Linked DNA regions of Pan troglodytes: region 1 is linked to region 2. A link is a contact called in public Hi-C data. All regions are on one chromosome and are shown on one strand. The core of a region is the stretch at or near the end of the contact, and the rest is flanking DNA. Distances in the headings are between cores, read along the strand shown.

Region 1 (7,903 bases), core at 3,004-5,503, 300 kb after region 2:
CAAACGAACAAACAAAAAACCCCAAAAATAATACATAATAAAAATAAAATAAAATTGTAATAGGAGGATTTGGTTCTCAGGGCACAGTCGAAACAGAAGTCTTTCCCTCTCAGGAACATATTAGAGAATGCAGCATTTATGATTATAAATGCATGGTTATGGGCTAAATGTTTGTGCTCTCCCCCAACCCCCGCTTCGTATGTTGAAGCCCTAACCCCCAGTGTGATGGTATTTGGAGACAGGGCCTTTGGGAGGTGACTTCGTTTAGAGGAGGCCATGAGAGTTGGGTCCTCATATGGAAAATCGGACAGCCTCCTCTCTCTCTCCCCTCCACGTGAATATATAAGCAAGAAGGTACCTGTCTACAAGCCAGGTAGGGAGCCCTGACCAAAACTCCACCCTGATCTTGAACTTTCAGCCTTTAGAACTGTGGGAAATAAACTTCTGTTGTTTAAGCCACCTAGTGTATGGTATTTTGCTATAGCAGCCTGAGCTAAGACACATTTTTTCTTTCTTAATGGGAATCACGTGAGATAGAATTACAGCATTTCTACAAGTAGCAAGAAGGTCTGTGTGTGAAGTTGCAAGCTGGGACTACAGGCATCATCTTGCTGTGTTGCCCAGGCTGGTCTTGAGCTCTTGGGCTCAAGTAATCCTCCTGCCTTGGCCTCCCAAAGTGCTGGGGTTACAGGTGTGAGCTGCCACACCTGGCATAACATCATTTTTAAGTAGTGATGAACATAAATGATATTTGAAAATATCTGCAACAGCCGGGCACAGTGGCTCATGCCTATAATCCCAGCACTTTGGGAGGCCTAGGCGGGCGGATCACGAGGTCAGGAGATCCAGACCATCCTGGCTAACATGGTGAAACCCCGTCTCTACTAAAAATACAAAAAAAAAAAAAAAAAATTAGCCGGGCATGGTGGCGGGTGCCTGTAGTCCCAGCTACTTGGGAGGCTGAGGCAGGAGAATGGCATGAACCCGGGAGGTGGAGCTTGCAGTGAGCCGAGATCGTGCCACTGCACTCCAGCCTAGGTTACAGAGCGAGACTCTGTCTCAAAAAAAAAAAGAAAGAAAGAAAAAAAGAAAATATCTGCAACAACTGAAATGTGAGGTGGAAATACGGTATGGAAAATCTGTGATTCTATTGACAACAAAGTCATAGATATTGCTAACGTTACTATAGTCATTTTCTTAACATTAGTAATTGAAGAAGATGATAAACTTTAGTAGGAGGGAAGTGAAAATAAAGATACAATGCTTTTCCTACACAAGTGTACAGACCCCTGAGCTCTGGCCAGGTGAAAAACACCTGTTTTAAAGTGATCCCTGGCACTCACCTCCTCTTTTCCATTCCTCCTGCCACTGACCTAATTAGAGTCCCATCTCCACATGGACTCACCACAGCCACCCAAACTGAGTCCTCCCCTTTCTCCTAAGCCTGCTGTTATTCCAGTGTTCCCTGCGTACCTGAGAGGAGCTGCTGCCACCCACTCATCTATGCCAGAAGCTGAGCATCAGGCCTCCCTCTCCACATCCTATTTAGATGGAGTCCTGACTCCTCAACGGAGCTCAGGTTTGCCACCCTCTCCACCCACCTCCAGTGCCTGCCTTCTTCGTTAGGTGACTACAACAGCCTCCACACTGCTGTCCTCGCCTGGCCTCACCAATCCTTCTTGCAAAGGCACAGACCTATTTAGAACCCAGGTTGGATCAGGGTGCATGGCTGTTTTCATCCTCCTGGCTGTCTTCAGGATGAAATTCAGGCTCCTCAGTGTGGTGTGGCTTTCTGTCCACCTTTCCAACCCAGCTCCTGCAACTCTGTGTTCCAGCCACCCCTCCTTTCTTGAGTTATCCAAACTGCAGGATGATCAAGGGTTTAAAAGTGGGGGCTTGAGAGCCAGCGTGCCTTAGTTCAAATCCCAGCTCCATCAGTCACTGACTGGATGGCCTTGGTAACGTCCCTCGGCTCCTCTGTGCCTTAGGGACCTCAGCTTCAGAATGGGAGTGATGAGAGCAATGGCTGTGCAGGGCTGTGGGGATGCAGTGATATACCACCTGAGAACCATGCAGGGCAGGGCCGTGATGTATAGAAAAGCTCAGCACAGGGGCCTTGCTATGAAATCCTGTTTCCCTGGGGAAATAGCCTTTCTCTTGGTCTCTGCTCACCTAATGAGTCCTTTAAGCTGCAGGCATCTCCCCATCCTGAGAACCTTCTCTGACCTGGGCTGGGCTGAGCTGGGCTGGCTGCTCTGGACTTCATTGCCCACCTGCCCAACACCACAGGCTCATCACTTACCTGTGTCCTGCATTGAACATGTAGTCCTCCAGGCAGGGAATGTGGCACCCTCATTCATAACCCAGGTGCTGCCTAGAGCCAGAAATTTACTTCTCACAGTTTTGGAGATTGGGAAGTCCAAGATCAAGGTTCCGGCAGATGTGCCTGGTGAGGGCCTGCTTTCTCATAGATGGAGCCTTCTCTCTGTGTCCTCACGTGGTGGAAGGGGCAAACGAGCTTTCTCCTGCCTCTTTTATAAGGGCACTAACCCCATTCATGAGGGACCTAATCACCTTCTAATACCATCACCTCTGGGGTTAGGCTTTCAGCATATGAATTTTGGGCAGACACAAACACTAAGACCATAGCAGAGGCTGAATCTAGAGAGAGAATTTAAATCAAAGGACAAAAGTTCTAATGAAGATAAAGAACAGCTAGTTCTCTTCCTCTCTCTGGACAATTTGCTTTTCAGAGTATTGTAAATACGTGGACTTATCTTACTGTTTCTCTGAGTGGTCCTGTCTGTACTGAGTCCTTTCCTGGCCAATGCTTGGGCCTGACAGCATCAGGTTTCTGAAAAAGAGAGGAAAAAAAAGTCATGGGAGAAGGGGGCTGGGCAGAGGAAGGAAGCTCTCAGCCTGCTCCTCAAAAATAGGTCTCCAAGGACTATAGCCATTTCAAACTCTTTTAGCTAAAGGGACCACAGCAGTGGGAGCAAGAACTTATATATATACATATAAAAAAATAAAATATATATGTATATATTATTTTTATTTTAGTATTTTGGAGACGGAGTCTCGCTTTGTTGCCCAGGCTGGAGTGCAGTGGCACGATCTCAGCTCACTGCAACCTCCGCCTCCTGGGTTCATGCAATTCTCCTGTCTCAGCCTCCTCAGTAGCAGGGACTACAGGTGTGTGCCACCACGCCCGGCTAATTTTTTGTATTTTAGTTTCACTGTGTTACTCAGGATGGTCTCGATCTCCTGACTTCATGATCCACCTGCCTTGGCCTCCCAAAGTGCTGGGATTACAGGTGTGAGCCACCGCGCCTGGCCCAACTTAAGTATATTTTTAAGAACAGAGAAAACCCACTTGCTGTGCCGAGTCCCAGCTGAGGTATGTCCAACATAGCAATAGTCCTGACTTTAGTTAGAGCTGTCCTCTTTCCTTTATTTTTTACATTACAAAATAATTCATTTCTATCCTGGCATGGTGGCTTGCACCTGTAGTCCCAGCTACTGGGGAGGCCAAGGTGGAAGGATCAGTTGAGCCCAGGAATTCTAAGTGACAAAGAGCTATGACTGCACCACTGCACTTCAGCCTGGGCAACAGAGTGAGACCCCCATCTTTAAAAAAATAAAAGATGCAAAATTAAAGAAATAAATACAATAAATTCATTTCTTGGGAAAAGATTAAACAATACAAAAGTGTAGAAAATAAAAAGCGAAACTGCCTTATTTCCCTGATCCTAGTCCCCAGAGATAGTCCCTGTCTCAGTGTGGATTTTAAATACACATATGGAGGGTCAAAGTTACAAATCCAGTATGGCATCAGAAACGTAAAATTATGCCTAGACTTGTCTAGAGAGTCGAGCTGGATGGAAATGCTACAATAAATGAACATTTCTTTTGTAGTGGAAGAAATAAGCTATCTAGAATACAATACATACAAGGAACTCTTTTGATCAGGGAGGGCCTGAGGTTCAGGAGTGGCTGTGCAGTTTGACTCCTGGCTCTGAGCTTTCTCATTGGCTACTCAACAGGTCACTGCCAGGTAGTGTCCCACACCCAGACAGAGGGGTAACCAACCACCCAATGCAATGAGGCTGCCCATCCTGGGGGAGCTGGATTGTTTGGTTTTAAAATGCCTGGGCTGGAAGTGCATGCTGGGATGGGGGGAAGCAAGCCTACCCGGGGCTGAGCAGGAAGGGCCCAGGAGCCTGCCTGGGAGCTCACCCCTCCCCAACCCTTCTCTTTAAAGCCACCATCATTCTTCCAACTTGTCAAGCCACACCAAGGCCAAGGGAAGCACAGCACCGGTAGGCTAGGGCTTTGGAAAGCAGAGGCAACAGCTGTGCGAGGGGAAAGCTCTGGGCAGGAGGCAGCCCTGGCTGAGTCTAAAAATAAAACCCGGCCTGACAGCCTGACAAAGGGGCTCTTGTCAGGCGCAGCAAGAGGGGCTGTCCTGGCCGCCCTTGTGAGGCTGTTCTGGGGCCACGTGGGGAATCCCTCCCTTTCTGCCTTTGGGGTGTCATTCTCCAACAGCCTCTTCAGGTGGACCAGGCTGTCCTCAGTAAACAAGCCGCCTCAGCTGGGGGTTTAAAGATGGATCGGCCGCGCCACTGCACTCCAGCCTGGGCGACATAGCGAGTATCCGTCTCAAAAAAAAAAAAAAAAAAAAGATGGATCGGCTGTGGTACATTTGTGTACAGACTCTCCGGTCTGCAGTGAAAGTGAAACCGGGTACAGGCCCATCTTGCTCTTCAGAGATGGGCGATCTGCCTGTGCCATACTAGAACAGCAGCTCCAGATAGGCAGGGATGAAACACATCCGTCTTTGGGAAGGAAGAAGGAGTGCCGCTGTGTTTCCCCATTTTATAAAAAGGAGCCCTTGGAACCGATTTGCTCTCAAGATGTTGTCAGCTCCAGGCCAAAGTGGGCTCCCCACAAAGGCAGTTCTTTTACTCTCTGCACCGCACAGAGCTCGTTTTCTGAGCCTGTGGGGTGGGAATATCCGCCTGTGCTCCCCGGGTTTCAACTCGGCTGGTCAGGAGGAAGTTTCTCAGCTTTAAAATGAATAAATTCCTCAACGGATTGAAAAAAAAAATGTCAATAGAAAAAGCAAAAACATCAGGGAAATTAGAAAATTAAGCACTAATGAGGAGCAGGAAACATCTGCTAGAAGGAATTCCTCTAGTATTTAATTTTAAAGGTTTTAAAAATGTGTATCTTTTTGGTGTAAATAATTTTAAAACAGAGCTAGCCGGCATCTCAATCTCTAGATTCAAACTTTCTGGCTCCAAGGTGTCACCATTGTTTGTGCTGCTCATCAGCTCACTGCTGCCCCCGCGTGTCTGATCTAAAAATCACAACACAGAGCTTGTTCTCAATTTTATGCTTTGCTAATAAATGGAGAAAAGTCCCACCCCCGCCCCGCCCGGCCCGCAACCTATTAGCTCCCATGACAACAAACGGTATAGAATGAAAGCAATGTTTTAGCTTGTTAGTGACAGCTGCATAACCCAGGTGAATTTTCAACAAGTCTTTCATTCGAGAAGATATCATTAGATTACTTTTTTTTTTTTTTTTGCAATTCATTGAGCCTTTGCTGAAAGGATAAATTTAATTCTTAGAGGGAGTGGTTATGGTTATATTAGTGATGTAAGTCTTACTAATGATATCCTCTTCCTGAGAAACTACATGAGTTACTTATTGACCTGCATTAGAGTTTATTTTATAACATTACATAAAAACCCTATATTTAAGATGATTGAAAGTTTGCTTTCAATCACAAAGGGTCTGTGATGTGAGAGAATTTCTAACATAAGGCTCAAACATTAACCAAAGGGCAGCTTCCTTGTGTTCACCTGGTACCTTTGTCTGTAGTGAGCAGATTGGATCACTGTTTTGATGTGAAACTAGGCTGCCTCTGTGATTTCTACTGAGCACCAATTTTTCCTATTTCTTGCTCATCTATGTAGTTTATCTGAGTCACTTTTTGCTTTATAAAAACTGGGACCACACAGAATATCATGCTGCTCTAGAGGCAATTTGGAAAGTGCCTTCCATCCTGAATAGATCAGGGGGCCTGCTTCTTTATGCAGAAAGGACACAGACCCTCTTCAACATTACCTGTATGGAAGAAATGGCCACTTGTTCCCAATACTCACACCAGAATTTTCCTATACTTTAGTGAGACTTCCCAAAGTCATCCACTAAAACCTGAATGCCATTTATGGATCTTAATGATCTTTCACTGTTCAATCCAAAAACAGCTCTGGAAGAGAGGGCTGAGGCTTTACCTCCTACCAAAGCAATCAAACAAGTCTGGTTAAAGTCAGTGCCCACATAGGGCCTATGGGGGCAGATTCTGTTAGATCCAACCCCCGTGTACTCCCAAAGGAAAGCTGTGAAGGGCATGGTCTGAATGGGCAGCTGATATTACTGTAAGAAGAGCACTTGGTAGAATGTTCATCATGTCTTGGAATTCTTTCAGTCACCTGTGTGAGGTTCCTGTGAACTAGGTTAAGACCAGCTTTACCACTCTGCAAGGTAAGGCAGAGGTTATGGGTCACAAAATGAGATACAAGTTCAGTATTTCTTGGCTATTGACATTGCTCTGACCAAGCCTTCCCTGTGTTTCTAGTAACATTCCAGGTTCAGCACATCTACAGACATTTAACCCTAAGAGGCAAGGTGCCTATCGATGCCTGGAAAGGCAGCTGACAACCTTGGCAGCAGGGACTTGAGAATTTCTACATAGGAGGAGTGCTGAGGTGACTGATTGGAGAGAATGCCTTGAGGTTGCATTTGCATTCAAGCACACTGTTTTCTATTGTGTATTTATTACGGGCGGCTCTGAGGGTCGCTGTTGGAGCTGCCCATTGGAACTGTCATTGAAGAGAATTCAGTTGGTCATTCTTTCAGTTTTTCAAACAATAGGCTCATTCTAAATATAGGAACATGGTGTGAAGAGTTTATTCAGCCTAAGTTGAAGTCTGTTCAACAGACCAGGGGATCTATGGTTGTGTAACAGTTTTAGAAATCTGAGTAGGGAGATGCCTGCAATGCCTGCAAGTCTTCAGGCCTGTCAGTTCAGCCTGGAGGGGTCCCCTTCTCTAAGTACTCTCAGGAGGGAAGAAGCAGAGGTCCTGGAGTCCAAGCCTGCCTTAACCTTGTGTCTCTACCTTTGCCACTGACCCCTGCCATGTCCATTCTCCTGACCACCATCCAGTTGGGACCATGCTACTTAATTGCTGTATGTGTGTCTGTAGAGGAGTGGAGGTGACTGAGGACCTAGTGGGAGTTATTGAAGCTATAGAATAAATACAGCACATCTTGGATTGTTGATTTTACTCAAAGCTTAGGAACATGTACAGTTTTATTAAAATAAATGACAATGTATCATAGAGTGTGAATTTGTTGGGATTAAATTCGGCTATAAGTAACAGAAAAATCCAAAGTAACAGTGGCTTAAGAAAATGGACATTTCTGTTTTCCTCATACTGACAAGTTTGAGAGGGCTGGTATGGCCATCCACAGGGTCAAAGACACAGCTCCTCTGTCTTGTTGTTTTGCCTTGAGTAGCTTCCATACTCAAAGATATCTCCTGGGACAAGATAGCTGCCAGAGAAGGAGCCTTTAAATTTGTGTTCCAGACAGCAGGAAGGAGGAAAGGATTTACCTTTAGGGAGACTTCTGAGAAGTCATATATGTCACTTCCTTTATGTCACATGGCTACAACTATTTGCAAGAGAGAGTTGGAGAAGTGGTCTTTATTGGAGGCAGGTGTTTGCTACCTGAAATTTCATAGTCCTATGGCTGTAAAAGAAGGGTAATGAATGTTGGGGTAATTTAAACAAAGCCTCAGGTGATGCTGGTGCAACTGATCCAAGGACCATAC
Region 2 (6,834 bases), core at 3,457-5,956:
CGGGGTTTCACCGTGTTGCCCAGGCTGGTTTCGAACTCCTGAGCTCAGGCAATCTGCCCGCCTTGGCCTCTCAAAGTGCTGGGATTACAGGCATGAGCCACTGTGGCCAGCCAGTTCCTTCATATTTTGAAGCCACGGTATTATCCCTGGATGGCTTATGCTCAGATTATTTCATAAGACCAAAATAAATATTTGTCTTATTTCAGCCCTTGTAATTTTTATAGTAGCCAAAGCTATATCCTAACTAATATAGTCCATGATACCACTGAGCTGATGAACTGACCACCATAGAACCAGTCTATCTTTAAACAAATTGTTGTATGAAAGTAAATGTCATTTTTTGGTTAAGCCATTTTGAGTTACCGCCAAAAGCATTCTAATTGACATAAATACTTTTCTAAGATTGCTATTTATAGAGGGAAGGAGCAAATTGAACCATCAACTATTGAGAAACTTCTGATTGAGGGAGCCCTTTACTTATGATGGAGGAAAATGAGCATGGTGAAAGAACCAATGGAAGAAAAAATAATTGAGGATACAGGCAGAAGAGAATAGTTTGTGGAGTAACATCCCGGAAGAGTCAGGAAGAGAGAGGATTTAAAGTACTAAAGTTCAAATGGAGTAATACCTTTTCTTCTTTTATTCTGATTTAAAATGAACTTGACTTTTGACTTTTTAAAAACATTTGTATTTTAAAAACATAATTCACATACCATAAAATTCACCAACTTAGATTGTACAATTCAGTGGAGTTTTTTTGTTTTGTTTCATTTTTTGAGACAGGGTCTTGCTCTGTCATCCAGGCTGAAGTGCAGTGGCCTGAATCCTTGAACTCCTGGGCTCAAGGGATCCTCCCACCTCAGCCTCTTGAGTAGCTGGGACTGCAGGTGCACATCACTGCACCTGGCTAGTTTTTCTATTTTTTTTATAGAGATGGGGGTCTTTCTATGTTGTACAGGCTGGTCTCGAACTCCTGGCCTCAAGTGATCCTCCCACCTCAGCTTCCCAAAGTGCTGGGATTACAGGCATGAGCCACTGCACCTAGCCTAATCCAGTGGCTTTAGTATACCCAAGAGTTGTGCAAAGTTGATTTCATGATGAATTCTAAAACATTTTCATTGCCCCCAAAAGAAACCTCATACTCATTAGCAGTCACTCTCCAATTTCTCCCCAACCTCCCACTCCTTTCTTCCATCCCTAAGCAACAATTAATCTACTTTCTGCCTCTTTAGATTTGCCTATTCTATAAATTTCATATAAATGGAATCATATAATATGTGGTCTTTGTGGCTGGCTACTTTCATTTACTATAATGTTTTCAAGGTCCATCCATGTTGTACCGTATATTGGTACTCAATAACTTTTTATGATCAAATAATGTTCTATTATATGGATATACTACATTTTGTTTATCCATTCACTAGTTATTTGGCACTGGGATTGTTCCCACCTTTTGGCTATTATGAATAATGCTGTTATGCATATTCCTGTACAAGTTTTTTTGTGGACATATATTGTAATTTCTTTAGGGTGTATATCTAGGAGTGCTAATGTATATGGCAATTCTATGTTTAACTTTTTGAGGAACTGCTAGACTTTTTCCCAAAGTATCTGCACCATTTTATATTTCCATCAGCAGTTTATGAGGGTGCCAATTTCTCCACATCTCACCAACACTTGTTATTATCTTTTTGATTATAGTCATCATAGTAAGCATTTTAAAACTTATTCTGGAGAATGTGAAACATTACTGTTCTAAGACTCAGAGTTATATAAAAGCATTACACTTAGAGAAATATCAGTCCCCTTAATCCCTACTACCCTCTTCCCATTCTTCCATTATTTCTACCCTATTCCCACCCATCTCCCGTAGGTGACCAATCTCATTGGTTTCTGGTTTAGTCTTGCTGTATTTATTTTTCACAGATGAATGGATACTTTTTTCATATCCTTTTCTTTTTCCAGGAATGGTATACTATTTGCACTTTTTCCTCCTCATTTAACATTGTATTCTGGAAATCACTCTGTATTAGCTTATAAAGATCTTCTGTATTCTTTTTCACACCTACATAACATTTTATTGCATATATGTATTATAATGTATTCAACCACTCATCTATATGTGGGCATTCAGGTTGTTTCCAGCATTTTACAATAACAAAAAGTAATGTAATACATAACCACGTATGTTTATATTTTCATACTATTGAGGTATTTCTTCAGAGTAGATTAAACTTATGATTTAAAAGATGCGTTCTAGCAATGTCCACTGAAAGGGTCTAGAAACAGTGATCTTCACCCAGCAATGAGCACAACTAGCACCCACGTCTTGGTTTCTAAACACCTTTTCTCATTAAAAGGAGCCAGAGCATCTTGGAGAAATGGCTATTCTAGTTCTAAGACAGGGAAAATACAAAGGAAACTGAAACATTTTCTTGTACCAGAATACAGGGAACTGCTCAAAGACAAAAAGGGACAATGTTAAAAGGACACACGAGCTGACCCTCGGCCAAATTAGGGGAATTTAGGCATTAAAAAGAATGGTGATGCATAACACAATTTTTTAAAAAGCTTCCATTAATTTATAGAGGGACTCAACATAGAAAAGTGGGAGAGGGAATGCCAGCTACTTAATTTAAAAGACATGACATCAAGAGGCTGAGGTGGGCAGATCGCTTGAGCTCATGAGTTTGAGACCAGCCTGGGCAACATGGAGAAACCCCGTCTCTACATACAAAAACAGCCAGGCGTGCTGGCGACCGCCAGTAATCCCAGCTACTTGAGAGGCTGAGGCATGAGAATCGCTTGAACCTGGGAGGTGGAGGTTGTAGTGAGCTGAGATCACGCCACTGCACTCCGGCCTGGGCAACAGAGGGAGACTGTGTCTGGAAAACAAACAAACAACAGATAATGATTTTAAAGCCTCCATTTAAAAAATCACTAATATGAAATTGATTCAGGCAAGGATCAATGGATGCTAAAATCAGTGGATGAAAAGTTATTGGCCAATAGTACAAAAAGTCACATACAGAGAGCTATTTATTTAAGCATTTTTTTGTGATTCACACAGTCTCAAAGTATTCACCTGCAGATTACTTACTAATTATAAACACAACAGGTTTTTTAAAAATTAATTTCTTTTTCAATTGGGCATAGGTGTTGAATTATATAAATTTTTTCTTTTTTGTGTGTAATCTATTGTACTCTTAAAAATGGGATTCATATGAAAGGGATTTTCAGGCTGGAATGTAAGCTGAGAATGATAGTAAAGGAATATAAGAAGAAAAGCAGACCACACTTCTCTTTTGTTCTATGAACTTGGTTTATAGGTATAAGGATGAGATAATGTCTGTCTTCCTATGTTGTTTCATTAATGTCATTTCAACTCTGTTGAGCACAGACCTCATTAAAACCATGTTGTAAACTTGGTTACAGTGTTCACGGCTCTGCAGTCACTAGAACCAGTAACTGAAATATAATGCATAAGATTTGGCAGTGGTGGGGGAGTTTGTTTTCAGATATGTTGATGTTCAAATGTCAGTAGGAAAACAACGTGAGGATAACCTTAGGCAGTTATAAACACACCTCTGGTATAATGTCCTCTCTTCTAGAGGGCAGAAGACTACAAGTATAGATTTGGGAATCATCAGCATGGAGGTCCTGTCTGAAGCCATCATAGTAAATTACATTGAGAGAGTGTAGCGTGAGGAGTTGCTTACCATGAGGAATTAGCAGAGATCATGGATCTGGTAATTAAGAGGCTGGCAGTGATCTCCTAAGAACCGATCAGTAGAGAGTGTGAGTAACAACCAAATGGCAGAAGGAAACTGTAAGGGACGGCATGATGGTATCTTGAGGTCGAGGTAGTTTCCAGGTTACTGAAAACAACTAAGTTTGTAGCAGAGAGAAAGCAGTGAAAAGGGAAAGATTGAAAGTATTTTTATTTTTTTTCTTTTCCTTTCAAAATTGTCTGCAACCTTTATGGCTGCCAGGGCCCACCCATACCCAGACTATGTAGTATGATTTCAGCTCAAATAATTGCTATTGGACTATAGGTCTGGACCTTATCTTTGCAAATCTAGTGGGAAATTTTACCCAGTGGATATTGAGTTACAGATAGTAATGAATCTACAGCTTTCATTTATCTTGATCTTCTTGATATAAATTTTGCTATTCTAATTTTAAGACAAACTACTCAGTATACATATACAAAAATGCATGATACCCTCTTTACTAACATGACCTTGCTTTTAAAATGGAAAAAAAAATGGGTGCCTCGTAGATAAATGCACATTATTTTAGTTACTTTGGCTATATAAATGTTGCCAGCTTGTTTGTATTAATGTATAACCGTGCTTGAAACAGGTATTTGAACATCCAGAATCATGCAGTATGTCGGTTTGTGTATTTCTGATAACGCTGTTAAATTCTTTGAGAGTGTGTTCGAGGGGGGTGCTGTTTATTTGTTTGTGTTTTCCGTTGAAAATGTTGCAGTACGTGGTCTATCACTGTCTTCACGGTCTGGGGGTGGACTGAGGTAGGGAGGGTGTGACGCTGGTATCTGTGTGAACTCGGGCTTGTGATGCTGAGCTTGGTTCATCTGCTTTCTCCTCCCTTTTCCTCCCCACTCCTTCCCACCAGCGCCACAGCAACATCCTCAGAGTCTGAGCGAACTGCGCCCAGCGCGGGCACGGAGCCTCCCACCGCCAGCAACCTGCGGCCCCGGAGAAGGCAGCGAGCGCAGTGACAGCGCCTCACCGCCACCAGCTCCTGGACCACCATGGCCAAGAACCGCAGGGACAGAAACAGTTGGGGTGAGTAGCAAATGAGAACTTCTGCAGCCTGCACGGGGTCTTCTGGCCCTCCACTTTCTGCTTCTGGAGACAGGGAGGGCCAAGGGCTGCTAGGTGCCTGCGTCCACGGCTGGGAGACGGGCCGTAGCCGAGCTGCTCCCTGTTTGGGCGGAGGAACCATGGCCGAGCGGTACCCGCGTCACCGAATCGCGCTGTCGGGGTGAGGGCTGCAGCTTCGCGCAGGCCGGGCCTCCAGCTCCTTCTTCCCCACCCCCCTCCCGCCTCCTCCCAGCATTTGGACAGCACCCACCAGGCGCCTCCGGGGACTTGTGGGTTCCGCCTTAGCGATCGGTTGGGAGGAAGGCTATGGGGGTGGGCAGGGGGCTGTTGTTACTCGGCCCCAGAGGGGCGAGGGGTCGGGGATCTAGAGCAGGCCAAGCCCCAACCCCCCTCCCCGGGAGCCGCCAACTCGCTGGCCCTGCAGGGCGCGGGCTCCCGGCGGCGGGCGGCGGGCGGCGCGCTGGAACAATGAGGCGGAGCGCGCCGGGTCCCGGACGGACGGTAGCAGACCGAGCAACTGGGAGAAGGGTCACCCTCTTGGGAATTCCTGAGCACTGCAGTACTCCTCTTAATTTGGGGGTTGGGTGGGGGAATTGGGGAAGAAGGAGAGCAAAGTTGTGGTTTCCAGCCTTCTGCCCCACCCCGACGTGGTACCCCATTCAGACCAGCCCCAAGGGTGGCTTTGTTCTTTGATTTTACCTTTTGGAGACATTGGGCTCATGATTCAGCACCAGGCCGAGGGGAGGGGAAAGGAGAGGCGAGACCCAGTATGTTCACACCGCGAGTGGGTGGGCGGTGCTCACGCAGGCGGAGAAGAACGGGCGCAGCGATGCGGGAGAAATCGCGGCCCCGCCCGCTTTGCTGCTCCAGACCTAGTTCTGGACGGTTAGTGTGGGCAGGCTGGGCGTCTTTTTGTCGTAGGTTCCCGATTTCTTGCAGTCACAGTGCTAAACTCACCAGCATCTTAGGAACGAAAGCCCTCTAAGGCATTTATTTTATTATCTGAACCAGAGAATGTCTCAGGCTACTGTGGCTTGGTGGGTAAATAAATATTTTGTTCATCAGCTTGTTATTTAGAAATTGTTATTTGGAAATAACAATTGTTATTATTTGAAAAGTTCAGAGCTGCTTGATTCTGTTCCACATCTCAGTGAGAACTCTTCTATAACTGTTTATTTGAGCGAGAGGCACAAATGTAAATTTTAATTGGTTATTTCAGTTTACTTTAATCAAAAGACCGTGTATCTCCTTGCCTCTGATTGTTCTAATGGTCACAGGATACGGTAGACAAGGTTTACATTTGGGAGATTATCCAAGGTTTGTGGTAGGCATGGAGAGTTGGAGCGGGGAGGTCTGTCATGACTTAGCTGAGTTTAAGAGAAAGTGGTTCCATTTTCTGAGATCATGAAACTTCAGTTTTAACAGACCTACCTGACTATTGCAATAAGTTTTATTTCCTTCTTCTGAAATTTAAGTAAGCATTTGCAGTGTATCCCCTTTCTACCCGTTCTCTTGGCCTCTAGAATAGGAATTTATTGAACACACACAATTAGGGTGCGTATATTCAAGTCACTTTTGGTCTCAGTCTCCATGAATTGTTGTCTCCACCCTGTTAACAGAAGCATGTGAAAATGTATTCTGAGGATTAAAATTTTTCTCCTTTATGAAGCTTTGGATCATTATTGTGCAGAATTTCCTTTGGTTATAAACTTTTTTTTTTTTTTTTTTTTTTTTTTTTTTTGAGATGGAGTCTTGCTCTGTCGCCTAGGCTGGAGTGCAGTGGTGCCATCTGGGCTCACTGCAAGCTCCACCTCCCGGGTTCACGCCATTCTCCTGCCTCAACCTCCCGAGCAGCTGGGACTACAGGCGCCTGCCACCGTGCCCGGCTAATTTTTTGTATTTTTAGTAGAGACAGAGTTTCACCATGTTAGCCAGGATGGTTTAGATCTCCTGACCTCGTGATCCGCCCGCCTCGGCCTCC

Evidence for each region. A called contact is a pair of places that touch in the nucleus more often than the background predicts.
Region 1: a Hi-C map of stem cell-derived neural progenitor cells shows a contact between it and region 2, with 2.7 times the contacts expected there. The contact joins two enhancer-like sites. A contact is called at or near these places in 1 of 7 Hi-C or Micro-C datasets (stem cell-derived neural progenitor cells) and 1 of 1 datasets of contacts at active chromatin or transcription factors (stem cell-derived excitatory neurons).

The regions. Positions count from the first base shown.
Region 1 is chr15:48,872,843-48,880,745 of NHGRI_mPanTro3-v2.0_pri, forward strand. No RefSeq gene overlaps it. Among named protein-coding and RNA genes, the nearest start is that of ABHD12B, 13 kb to the right of the region's middle. Within about 2 kb of position 4,254, at least 13 of the 24 cell types and tissues checked have an H3K27ac peak or open chromatin away from gene starts, as enhancers often do. A contact at or near this core is called in stem cell-derived neural progenitor cells, where this site is marked.
Region 2 is chr15:48,571,440-48,578,273 of NHGRI_mPanTro3-v2.0_pri, forward strand. It overlaps ATL1 (atlastin GTPase 1), which reads left to right. Exons shown (of 14, transcript XM_522849.8): 2 at 4,642-4,814. The coding sequence starts at 4,781. Among named protein-coding and RNA genes, the nearest start is that of ATL1, 26 kb to the left of the region's middle. Within about 2 kb of position 4,707, at least 21 of the 24 cell types and tissues checked have an H3K27ac peak or open chromatin away from gene starts, as enhancers often do. A contact at or near this core is called in stem cell-derived neural progenitor cells, where this site is marked.